2 separate regions of the Gossypium arboreum genome follow, and region 1 is linked to region 2. Evidence: chromatin contacts called from public Hi-C data. All regions are on one chromosome and are shown on one strand. Each heading gives the region's core, a stretch centred on a gene start, on an enhancer-like site or on the middle of the called end of the contact. The rest is flanking DNA. Distances are from core to core; before and after follow the strand shown. Region 1 holds the start of LOC108465406 (non-specific lipid-transfer protein). Region 2 holds the start of LOC108489154 (probable serine/threonine-protein kinase PBL1).

Region 1 (5,906 bases), core at 2,509-5,008, 420 kb after region 2:
TTTATTCATAACTTCGTTTTTATTAGTCGACTTACAGTTTCATAAAAAGTATCCGTGCAAGGCATGTTCAAGTGCTGTACTAGCATACCACTGCTATAAAGAAACACATACAACAACACCAAAAATTTATCCCAAAATACATGAAATAAATGACTCCTATGGGTGCCAATTTTAACTAGTGCGTCTGGGATTGTATTAGCTTCTCTGAGTCCATGTGAAAAAAATTTAATGTTATTGTTATATTTCCATCTCAATACGTGGCAAGACATGAAGCAATATGCAAACAACTCTCCATTGGAAGCGGTTTGCGTATGACTCTTCGTTAAGAACCATTCGTAGCGATCCTTCGCTTAGGATTGCTCACAAATGACCTCCCATGAACCCTATCTAAACTACCTAGAGATAGCCCGTTACGCACCTCTGTGAGGACCACTAAAGCGTAATAGCCTCGTACAACCCCAAAGACAAGAATGTTAGAGTAGGATCACACAATACACTATATAATGACAATTGACCTATGACGGCCTTGTCACTTGGCTGGCACGCACAATCTTGTAGGACACAACATTGTCAGTTACGCGACACTACAGGACAAGGGGTGATCCCCTATGTAAGCTCTGGTGCATGAGGAACCAAGCATCGACTCTTTCTCCCTTGAAAACCTAGACAACAACTGTAGCTCTCTCGCTCTCTCCCTCCTTAACTTATCCTATCATAGGTGAATCGAGACTCTTCTCCTCCACCCTTTCCTCGTTGGTTACTTGTAGCAAAAAAATTAATTTCACCGAGAATGTTGGAGAGATCCCATCGTCTAAGTGTGTTGTTAGAGCAAAGCTCGATGGAAAATTTGGAGTCAGATTTTAGAATCAACCCTTTAAAATCCATTACACTGTAATGGTAAATTTTTACAGTTACATTAACAATAATTATTCTAAATTTACTCATCTATTTATACTTATATTAAGCCTTATTTGAGTTGGTGTCACGAGTCAACCGGCTACTAACTCTATTGAGAATTTACTAAATAGTTTTAATATAAAATCAAAAAAAAAAATAATAAGAGAGTATTTTTTGCCTTTTCATATTTTTAAATAAAAAATACTATAATAAAATTGAAACTTAAGTTTAAAATTTCGACTTAATTATTTCAACCAAAACATCACTTAATTTTAAAATAACATTTTGTATAAAATGTGTTTAGATTCTAAGATAATGAAATTATGATGAGACTTATACGATAAATCTCTATTACAAACAATCGCTATCTCTTCAAATGATATTCAAATTGGTATGCACATTCCTAATCGGGGAGCATTAATGATAATTTAGTAAAATAAATTATCTCATTAGCATATAGTTTATTATAAAATTATTGTGTAAAATAAACAATTCACCAACTTAAGAATTTATATATTTAGAATTATGTGTTTATAAAAATACAAAAATTATATATTAATGTTGTTAGAATTATATTAGATGAATCGATTGAATTTAAATTTAAAAGTTTAATCAATGATATGTAACTAAGAATTATTAAAACCGTTTTAAACTAATATAAACTTTGAAAATTCAGAACTAATAAAATAGATTCTAATTATATTTATTTAAAAATGTTTCTTTCTTATTTCAGATTACATTATGACAAACCCATGTATTGTATTAATCTTAATTATGAGTATCATATTGTGAATGGTAAATTAGGTGCAACATAGAAATTTTATTGTAAGGAGTGAATCTCATTATTTTGATTTAGAAACATAAATGTTGAGTTACTCAAATATCAAACTTTACTGTTATGGGATTAGAATTTAAATAAATCGTGTGGTTTTAAGTGATTTCTTTTCGTTAAATTTGTCTAAGTCAACCTAATCCTCGAAAAGTGATATTTTTTCTAAAAATTCTCTATGTTAGCAAAAAATATTGTGGAAGTAACTTGAAATGAAAGAGCAATAAGAGAATTGAAAAGATATAAGAAAACGATGTATACAAGGTGTTTGAGTAAATACTCTCAATAAATTCTTTAACTCAAGAAGGAATGAAGTACAATTAGTGGTGAAACTAAGAGGGCTGGCAGGGACCTCCCTTCTAAAATAGAAAAAAATTCATTTATATCCCTTTATAATTTATAAAATTTAAAATTAATAATGGTAAAATTTCACTTTCCCCATCATAAAAATTTGATTTAATTCTTTAAAATTATAAAGATAACTATTAAAATAGTGAAATTATATTTTTACTATTGTAAAAATATACAATTTAATTCTATCCCAAAAAAATATTTTTGGCTTTGTTCATGAGTACAATGAGATGATTACAAATGAAGGAGGTCTCTATTTATAGTAGAGCTCTCCTAGATCCAATGATACAGATTAAATTATATCAACGACTGATATTAGTGCTTATTTATAAGATGAGAGTCCTATGAGATTTAAACTCTATACATTTTTATCCCTTAGGCTTTACATTAATTACTCTGATAACTCTAATTTTACTGGAGAGTTTCACTGAACCTCCAAAGGTTTAAGTAGATAGACTTTTCCATGTGTTCCACTAGTCAGGCAAGCTCAAGTGGATCAAATAATAAATCTCGTTTAATCAGTTAATCTTCGTAAGACGTTTTGTGCGTAATGATCATGAACTTTGAACTTTGATCCGTGTTTCAACATGATCAGATGAATAATCTCTCTTAATTGTATTTCTAATATTTTCATTTAAAAAGAAATGTCTCCAAAGGAGTAGTCCACTTTAAAGATTTAAAGTAAATTAAGAATGAGCCCAAAATTTTTCAATTAAAAATATGTCGATATATATAGCAAGTTGTATAACCTTTCAATTACAAAACAGATTGCAATGGGAATTGCATCCGGTACATGCAACTAAAGAACAGAACCGGTGCATAAATTGATTTAATTAAACTTAGGGTTGAGTAATCATGATTTTCATTATTATTAGACCACGTGAATGTTGATATAAAATGCTTGAGAGAAGGGTATATAGATAAATATCATATAGAAGAAACACAAAATAATGAGTGATATTAATTTGTAGATAAAGATAGTATTACATAGTCGCAAAAAGCGACCTAGTACACAACGCACAACTCTAAAATTAGGATAACTCCTCTGCTATCCCTACGGATGGATTTTAGACATCCATTTTTATTCTGTAGCTATCATTATTTTGGCTTCCACTAGCTGATGAACATTCCATGCCAAAATTTCACTTGACGCTGCAAATGAAACAACAAAAGACACACCATTAAATGTTGAGCAATTAATAAGCATGAGCAATGAAACAACTCATACGAACCTGTTGCAGTCAGTGCTAGGGCTGATCTTGTAAGGGATGTTGACACCGCACTTGCCTGGTAGTCCGCTTGCAAGGCCAAAGTTGATGCCACGAATGCCGGTGGCCGCACTTTTGATGCATTTGCAAGCTGCTTGCCGGTCTGGTGTTGTTTGGGCGGCGGAGTTGAGAGATTTGATGCCGCTGCAGCAACCTGGGGGAATAGCACCAGCACCAGTCCCTCTCAAGTAACTAATGCAGGGTGCGAGGGAGCTTGTGACTTGACCACAGGTTACGGCCCCTTGAGCCAGGGGTGCACCCACCACCATGCACAACACCACCACACATGCAAGCTTAAGGGACATTGAGCTAGCCATATCGATTAATCACAAGAAAAGGAAAATGCTTGCTTGGAGTAGAAGTACTATTGCTGATTGTCGTGGTTAGGGCTTGAGCGTAGGAGGGTTTTTATAGCCAAAAGTTGAGTGAAGGGATATGAAAAGAACTGAGAAACACGTACGAATAGTATATGGTTAGGCGTTGGTAGTTGGCCCAATTCAATGCCAAGGTTTCTTTCTTTCTTTTTCATGTTTCAGCTTATGGTTGAGTGTGTTTAATGCTTTGAAAAAGGTTTGTATCTACCACTTTCATCTTCATCACTAATGCTGAACTACTCCGCTGATTAATGCATCGTATTAGTCTTAGTGTTTCCGGTTTTCTGATATTGGTGGCTTTACCAATCAAAGATGCTATCAAATATAGTTTGCCTTAATTCAATCTTTCATTACTCACTTTATTTTTGCCAAATACTAAATACGTATGCTTTCTATTGTTTTTCGAAAAAAGAAATTTTATTCATAAACTTTCTATATATAAATATATGTTTTTTAAAGTTTATAAATACAGAAAAATTAAAATATAAATATAGGTAAAAGTAACTATTAAGTGTAGAATTAAACAATTATATCATTTAAATAGACTAAAAATTAAGACAAAAATCAATCTATTACATAAAATATAAATTATAAACAGAAACAATGTAAGTTATAATATAATTAATCAAACTAAAACCAACACATAACAATTAATAATAGGACTTTAAAACCCATACATTCAACTGTGTACGGTGGGTCTTGAATATGGTTACTCAAAGCCTATAGCTTCCACTTTTACCTACCATGTCAAGGCTTTATTTACAATTTTTTCTAACCATGTATTTTTCATATAAATTTATGTATATATTTTTTGCATAAAAAATCCCCAAGACGTTAATTACTTCTATATAATGTAGCGGTTAACTCCTCAAACAAAAATTGCTCAACATCAATGCATGTATAGATCAATTTTACATATCAAAGACCAATATCATCCTTTTTTTTTAATAAACAAAACAATATGTTGTGATTCTAGCAGGATTTAGGCTTAGCTATTGTTCCTAAGTCTTCCTGCAAAAGGTTTCACAGTGAGAGGATAAAAAAAAAGTTGAACTTGTCTTGGTTTGCCTCATAATGATTGAAGCATAGACAAGTTGTCTAATTTCTACCTAATTGCCACGTGAACTCACATGATTTTACGTTCCTTTTTCTTGGCTCAAGGGAATGAATTTCACATGATTCAGTAACATATTTCTTAGATATGGTCAACATATATACATGTGTAAGTGCAGTATTTTCTAGTTTTGTTGTTAACCGGAAAAAAAAAACAGAAGACGAAAATATGAGACTAACGGTTTTCCTTAAAAAAAAAGATTATAAATGTTAATTTAATATACGACATAATAATATAATACAATATATTTAAATGTATAACTCCTCATCCTAGACATTATCAGTTATTTGATTTTTTAACAAAAGGTTGAGCTTTTTATTAGGTTTTATTTGATTTTCATTTATTAAATATATTTTTTATTTTTAATATTTTTAGTTATTATTAATTTTTGTTGGAAATTGTACTGACTTGTTTGAACAACAATTAGAACAAGCTTTTTGGAGCAATCAACATTTTTGGGTGTTGGCATGTTTGACTTTTAATGGCTTATGTTCTAATATTAGTTAACAACAAATGATAAGAGAATTTCATGGTAAATTAGAATATGATTATCATCCATTTGATTAGCCTGGGAAGGAGAGGAGTTCGAAATTTGGTGGGCACTTATCCTTATCCTTACCTTTTAGAGTGTTTGAAGCTATTGGAAAACTTGGTTATGAAGTCTTTTATGTGATTAATATTCAAGATAATTAATTTGATAATTTCAACTTTTAAAGGAGAGTTTAAAGCTTATCAAAACACTATCTTATAATCACTTGTAGACAGCCTATAAATAGGCAATAGTGTGGTCTCACTTTGTTTGCTGTTTTGGAGTATCTTAAGCTTTTGTATCTTGCTATTCCATTGGGTAACTTTGTGACACTCTCTTAAGGTGTTATTTGGAAAGGTGTGGAAGAATGCCTCTTATTTTGACCAAAATTTATTTTTCTCCTAGTTAAACTTTGTTTCTACTTTCCCACTTAAACTCTAATTAAGCTAGAGTTGTTGTAGTCATATATGCTACAAATTTCAACTATAAATAGTCCTTAGTTACTCTAGGTTTTACATAACAAAAATTTATTTAGATTGAGAGA
Region 2 (6,117 bases), core at 2,468-4,967:
ATGTTGTGTTGAAAAAAAAAAGGGACAAAAAAAATGAACAAATGCATATATATAAACAATCAATATCCTTCTACGCTAGCCCTCCTAAGGGTTGCTGATGATGATCTTCTACTTTCTTGCCTCTCAGACTCCTCTAACGAGAGTGTCGAGGAACATGCTCGTGGTGGAAGTGCCAATGGCAGATTAGGTGGTCTTGTAGGAGAAACAGACATCCGGGCTCTTGATGGTGGAGACGGTGAGAAATTTGACCTGGGTGCAGGAGTAATGATGCCGTTGAGACTCGGTGACCTTGACATCTGTTTTCCAGCAATTGCTGCTGGATCTTGCAGAGGAAACCGACAAGAGTATTTCAGGTCTTGGATGATTTTGAGATGCTCAACGATGGTTCTCATGGTTGGCCTCTCTGATGGGTCCATCTGGAGACACCTTTGTGCAATGTCAGCCACAGTACGGGCAGCTTTCATAGGAAAGCGACCTTTGAGCTGAGGATCCATGATAAGTGACAATCTACAATCGTCGGCTAGGAATGGCCGGCTCCACTTCACTAGGTTCCTCTCTTCCTTGGGATGACGGTTGTCAAGGTTCTTCCGGCCAGTGAGTAATTCAAGTAGAATGATCCCAAAACTCCAAACATTGCTCTTTGGAGTTAGTCGCCCTCTCTCCAGAGTCTCTACGGATATATTTGCCACAGCCTGTGTAGAGAGAGAATAAGTTCCCAACAACCCAAAGAGGAAAATTTATGTAGAGAGTTACAATGAAAATCTAGACAACTTAGTGCACCACAGTTTGTGGTTTAAAGCAACAATAATTATAGATCAAATACTTAAAGATCAATTACATGGCAAAGTAACTTACAACTGAATTACTGGAGATCTCTTCTGTCTCTGGGATATGACCAACGCACCCATATCCTGAGAGCTTTGCACTGAAATCCTTGTCGATCTGTATGTTGGCAGTCGAAAATTCATTGTACATTGCCTGCATATAATAGAACCTTTTAAGTATTTATGCATTTATAAAACCAGAATAGTACTTAGAAAGTAAAAGCAAATTCCCAAAAGTTACTGATTGACATAAACTAATGTAGCAAGAACGGGAATTGACCCATAATATCCAGAGAGGGCTAATCAATAAGAGACCTTATTTCAAACAGAATAGTCATCTCCGTTAAACATGATCAAAGCTCAATCCAAACATGCAAATGACACAGGTCATTCAGTTTTATCATCTGAAAATATAGACGCACATAGAAATTTGAACCATACCTGAAATGGTCCTTCCTCATGCAAGAAAGTCAGACCCTGTGCAGAACATAAAGCAATTTTCATGCGAGTATTCCAATCAAGTGGCGGTCCATCCGATCTCCCATATAAAAGCCGGTCTAAGCTTCCATGAAATAACCTCTCATAGACCAACATTCGTTGTTCTGAATTATCACGTGCATGGTATCCAAGCAATTTACAGAGATTTGGATGTTGCAATGATGCAAGAGTGTTTACTTCATTTATAAATTCCCTTAAACCCTACAGGAAAAGAAATAAAGCAGTGAGACTCTATAAAGCGATACCTTCAAACATTTCCAATATTAAGGGAAAGGCAACAACAAAATAGCTTACCATTTAAGGATCACAAAAATCATGCGAAAAAAATTTCATTCGTATAAATTTTGTACCTGAGTGGATGGGTGAAGGCGAGTAACAGTAGCTTCAAACTTCTTTGTACTTGATGTGTCATCTCCGAAGGATGCCTTGTACATAACAGAAGATAGACCCTCAGATGTGCATCGATCGGAAGAGAAATGATGGCAAGCAGCTGCAATTTCTTCATAGGCGAAGTTACGTAGTGTTCCAGAGGGAGGCAGGGGTAATGGTCCCGAAGCAAAAAGAGGGCCACTAACATTCCCTGCTTTAAAACTTCCCATTGTCTTCAGTGCAGTACTGTGGGGAGATGGAAGTGGAAGAGGCTGTGGACTTGATGACTTCTGTTCCTTGACTAAACCAACACGACTCTTCGACTCTTCTTGTTCTTCAAATTCAACTGACGCAAGCTCATCTTGCTCGGCAGCATCAAGACTTGATGGAGCAGATAATGCACGTGTCCTATAGCAGCTTGCCTTGTTATTAGATTGAATTGGTTTTACTCTGGTTATAAAACTTGGGGGTGCAGATTGCAGTGATCGGGTCTGAATTTGGGGCTCAGGCAGCATGGTAGGAATATGCTCTTTATGAGCAATGTGTTTTACAAAAACTGACTGCTTGGGCTTTTTCTTGTTGCTTCTCAAAACTGTAAAACACCCCATCTTATATACAAACAACCTAAATCGTATTTCGGACTTTTATGTTTCTGCAAGAGGACAAAGAAGAAAGCACACAAATCAACAGAAGCTTTGAATCGGCTAGAACATAAATAATGCAAAAATCTACTCATCGCAACATAGGAACAAGGTGCAAAAAGGACAAAAGAGGACCGGGGTATCATTTTTGTCTTGTAATATCAGATAAACAATCCATACCACCAACAATATTAATTATCTCAAATCTTCATTGCCTAAACTACAATATTCCAGCCATTGGACGTCTCATTATGATGAAACGAAGGACTGCATATATTGAATAAAAGTTGCATAAAGTGGTTAAGATAAAATCATATGTAAGAAAACATGTTCAAACAGATATCTACACAAAGATCGCATTGTAATTTACATCAATTCCTTCCCCCAAACAAAAACCCCTTCCCTTATCTTCAATTTAGTAATCGCAAAGATTATATGGCAGATGAATAAAAGCCCACCTAGCAAAACCTAGCTCAAACAAAAGTGTCCGGTGCCCAGAGTTCAAATCTTTTATAAACAATTACAACAAACGTCAACATGGGTCAAGAGATCAAATTCCATAAACTCTAAAATAATTCAGTGAATATGCTGACGAGCCGGTTATAACTTTCAAGTGCATATTTAGTAATAAATTATCACCATGGATGCATAAAAAGAGAGGGGAAAAAAAAAAGAAACACCAAACACATGCACAATGCAAACTAGAGATTTGCAGGGGAAGTTCATTTTCTTTTAACAAAAAGAAAAAAGTCATTTGTTCAGCAAACCATTTCATGGTCCAAATCAGCATAGACACAATTATGCAAACATAATTTAAAAAAAAAAAAAGAAGAAAATTCGTCAACCAGCATCTGGGTTTACAAAATTCAACCACAGATCCAAAATAATCCAAAACCGAAAATAGGAAAAAAAAACCATAAATTGCACATCCACTAATCCACTATTAAGAATATTCTTATCTGCATGACTAATATAAAAGAATTGAAATAATTCTAGCGAAAACACAACTTTCAAACAAAACACACCCAGAAATCATTAACGAAATTTCAATGGTTTTCAGCAGAAAAAAAATTAAAAAAGGGTGAGAATCAAACCTATGAAAGCAGGTCATGCAAAGGTGAAAGAGAGTAGGAAAACAGAGAAAGCTGAAAACCCAGAATCCCTTGTTTGGTTAGTTTGAGGAGAACAACTTTGCAAGTCAAAGAAAGGTAATGGAGAGAAAAGTTGTTCACTGTGATAGAGGTTTTGAGAGGAAAAAAAAAAGTAGGCAAAAGATGAGTAGAATATTATTATTATTATTAGGAAGAAGAAATTCTTTTTTTTTTTTAAATTGAATAGAGAGAAAAAGACAGCAGCAATGGTCAAACCAACCAAAACCCGGATGTTAATTAACAGTTAATATTTTATTTTAAAATTTCTTTCAACAAGAAATACACGCCTTCTCAATTTTTGTACTTTGACACTTTTATCCTTCTCTTTACCACAAAATTTCCAAGCATATTTGTTGTGGGATTCTCATTCGTTTGACCATTGAAAAAAGAAGTGTTTTGAGAATGAAAGCGAAAGTAAATAAGATTATGTTAGTTAGGTAAGGGAGGGAAAATGTAGAAAGAACGGTGGGTAAAAGGGTAAAATGAAGAGTGCAGCAGCTAGATTTTCAACGAAGGAGCCCATCGATTGATGTGACTGGACAGTCAAAGTTTAGAAAATTAGTTCCTTTTTATATTGATAAAAAAAAGAGGGGTGTGGTCAAAGTGACCTTTCAAGATAGGCATTTAACTATCAACTGTGACCGTCCGATTCATTGTGGGTTTCAAAGATCTTTTCTTTTGAATACAAATAAAGGCTATGTGGGACCCTACCACTTTGTCCTTTGCTTTGCCTAACCTGGTGGCTGCACACGCGCCCCAAAACAAAATCCTGCTGGGTCGAACCTGGGCCCGCTTTCACTGCTACTCTTGGATTTTTTTAACATTAGCCCAATTTGGCTTCCGGTTGGATCCATGCCTCATCCTCTTCTCCCAAGCTATAAATTTCACAATTATTATTTAAAAAACTATTTATTAGTAAGTTTGTGTTTTAGTCATTTAACTTTAAAAAGTTACAGAATGGTCATTGAATTATTCAAAGTTCTCATTTAAGTTTGTTTGGACTGTCTGCACCAATTGAAAGCTCTTTTTCTTCTCTTTTTTTTTCTACAATTTAGTTTTTTTTTATGAAACAACTTTAAATGGCACGAATATACAAATCAAAATCCAAACAGCTTTCTTCTCCGATTTTTGACATTGATTGTCAGATCAACTTGCACTTGTCAATGAGTACTAACTAATCTATCATACTAATTGTCAAATCTTCACTTAAAGTTCACTAGTCAGATTTAAAAAAAAAAAAACCTTAACAACTCAATGACTTAAATAAAAACTTTTGGATAGCTCACTGACCATTTTGTAACTTTTTAAAGTTTGTGACCAAAAACGTAAAGTAACTAATAGTTTTGCGATCTTGGGTGTAGTTTATCCTAGGTTAAATGCTCAAATTGTGGGTCAAACTTTTGTTCCAATAAGAACCGAACCTTTTCAAATGTGCTTGAATGAGGGTAAACTTTTAAAAATGGTCAAATAAATACCAAACCTTTTCAAAAGTGTTCAAATAAAGGCTTTAAAACAGTTTATATTTTTTCATATTTTGTATTTTCTTTTATTTTATTTTTGAGTAATATATAATTCAGTTGTCATGTGTTCCATTTTAAACACATTAGCATCCATCTAATTTTTCCCACAAACTAAGGTTTAGTGCGTAAAAAACCTTTATTTGAGTATTTTCATAGAGATTTAGCCTTTATATGACCATTTTAAAATATTTGACCTTTATATGAGTAACCCTAAAAAGTTATGCCTTAATTTGAGCATTTAGCAAAAAAAATTAATAATAGTGTATATAATTATATTTATTTTAAAATTTGTTTTATATGTATATAATATACACAACACCACATTTGCCCAACAATACTCAAATTAGATTGTGAGTGTGGAATGAATATATGTTTGATATGAGATACATTTAAAATCTTCTTAAAATTTGAAAATTTATTAGAAGATTACATTTTCATACCAATGTCCAAAGAAGGCATAAATATCATATATGGTAGTTGAAACACCAAAAAGATCAGAACCTAATTGTCATTCAGTACCTATGGCAACATAGAGTGTGATGCATATGCGGTTGGGTCACAGAGAGAAACAATGCTGCAACTCTCTCCTGTGGTTTCAATGGTTTGGCAGTTCGCTTGATTTTGTTGAAATGAGATTGTGATGGCGTTTGCATGTGTTTGGTGTGCGGGGAGAAAGCCAAGGAATTTCATCTGTATTTTTAAAATGTTTAATATGGCACTTAAACTATCAATATATATTTTATTATGGTACATGTACTTTAAAAATGTTCTATATGGAACCAGAACTATGAATATGTGTTTTACTATGATATTTAGAGCTAAAATTGTTAGTGAATTATCAAATTAATTAATGAAAATTGGACACGTAAATTTTTTCCAAACCATAAGTACATTTGAGTAATATAAGATTACACAACAAACTAAATAAAACATAAAAATCAAATAATTAAACATATGGTTAATAAAAGAAGTAAATATTAAACTTACCTAAGGAAAAACATCATCTTCTCCATTTAAGTTATGTGCCATATTTATAGTTTATGTGCTATATTGGACATTTTCAAAGTACATATATCATAATAAAATATGTCGAAACTTTTTTTTTAAATAGACT

The links. Hi-C and Micro-C count contacts between places; a contact is called where the count stands out from the background.
Region 1: a contact with region 2 is called in a Hi-C map of leaf, with 4 times the contacts expected there. The contact joins the promoter of LOC108465406 here to the promoter of LOC108489154 in region 2. A contact is called at or near these places in 2 of 5 Hi-C or Micro-C datasets (both in leaf).

The regions. Positions count from the first base shown.
Region 1 is chr10:29,798,027-29,803,932 of ASM2569848v2, forward strand. LOC108465406 (non-specific lipid-transfer protein) reads right to left here and starts at 3,759. Exons shown (of 2, transcript XM_017765760.2): 1 at 3,310-3,759; 2 at 3,010-3,229. The coding sequence starts at 3,662. The coding sequence ends at 3,220.
Region 2 is chr10:29,376,464-29,382,580 of ASM2569848v2, forward strand. It overlaps LOC108489154 (probable serine/threonine-protein kinase PBL1), which reads right to left and starts at 3,718. Exons shown (of 5, transcript XM_017793468.2): 1 at 3,427-3,718; 2 at 1,673-2,343; 3 at 1,266-1,523; 4 at 856-978; 5 at 1-692. The coding sequence starts at 2,299. The coding sequence ends at 60. LOC108489153 (B3 domain-containing transcription repressor VAL2-like) reads left to right here. Exons shown (of 13, transcript XM_053020214.1): 13 at 1-176.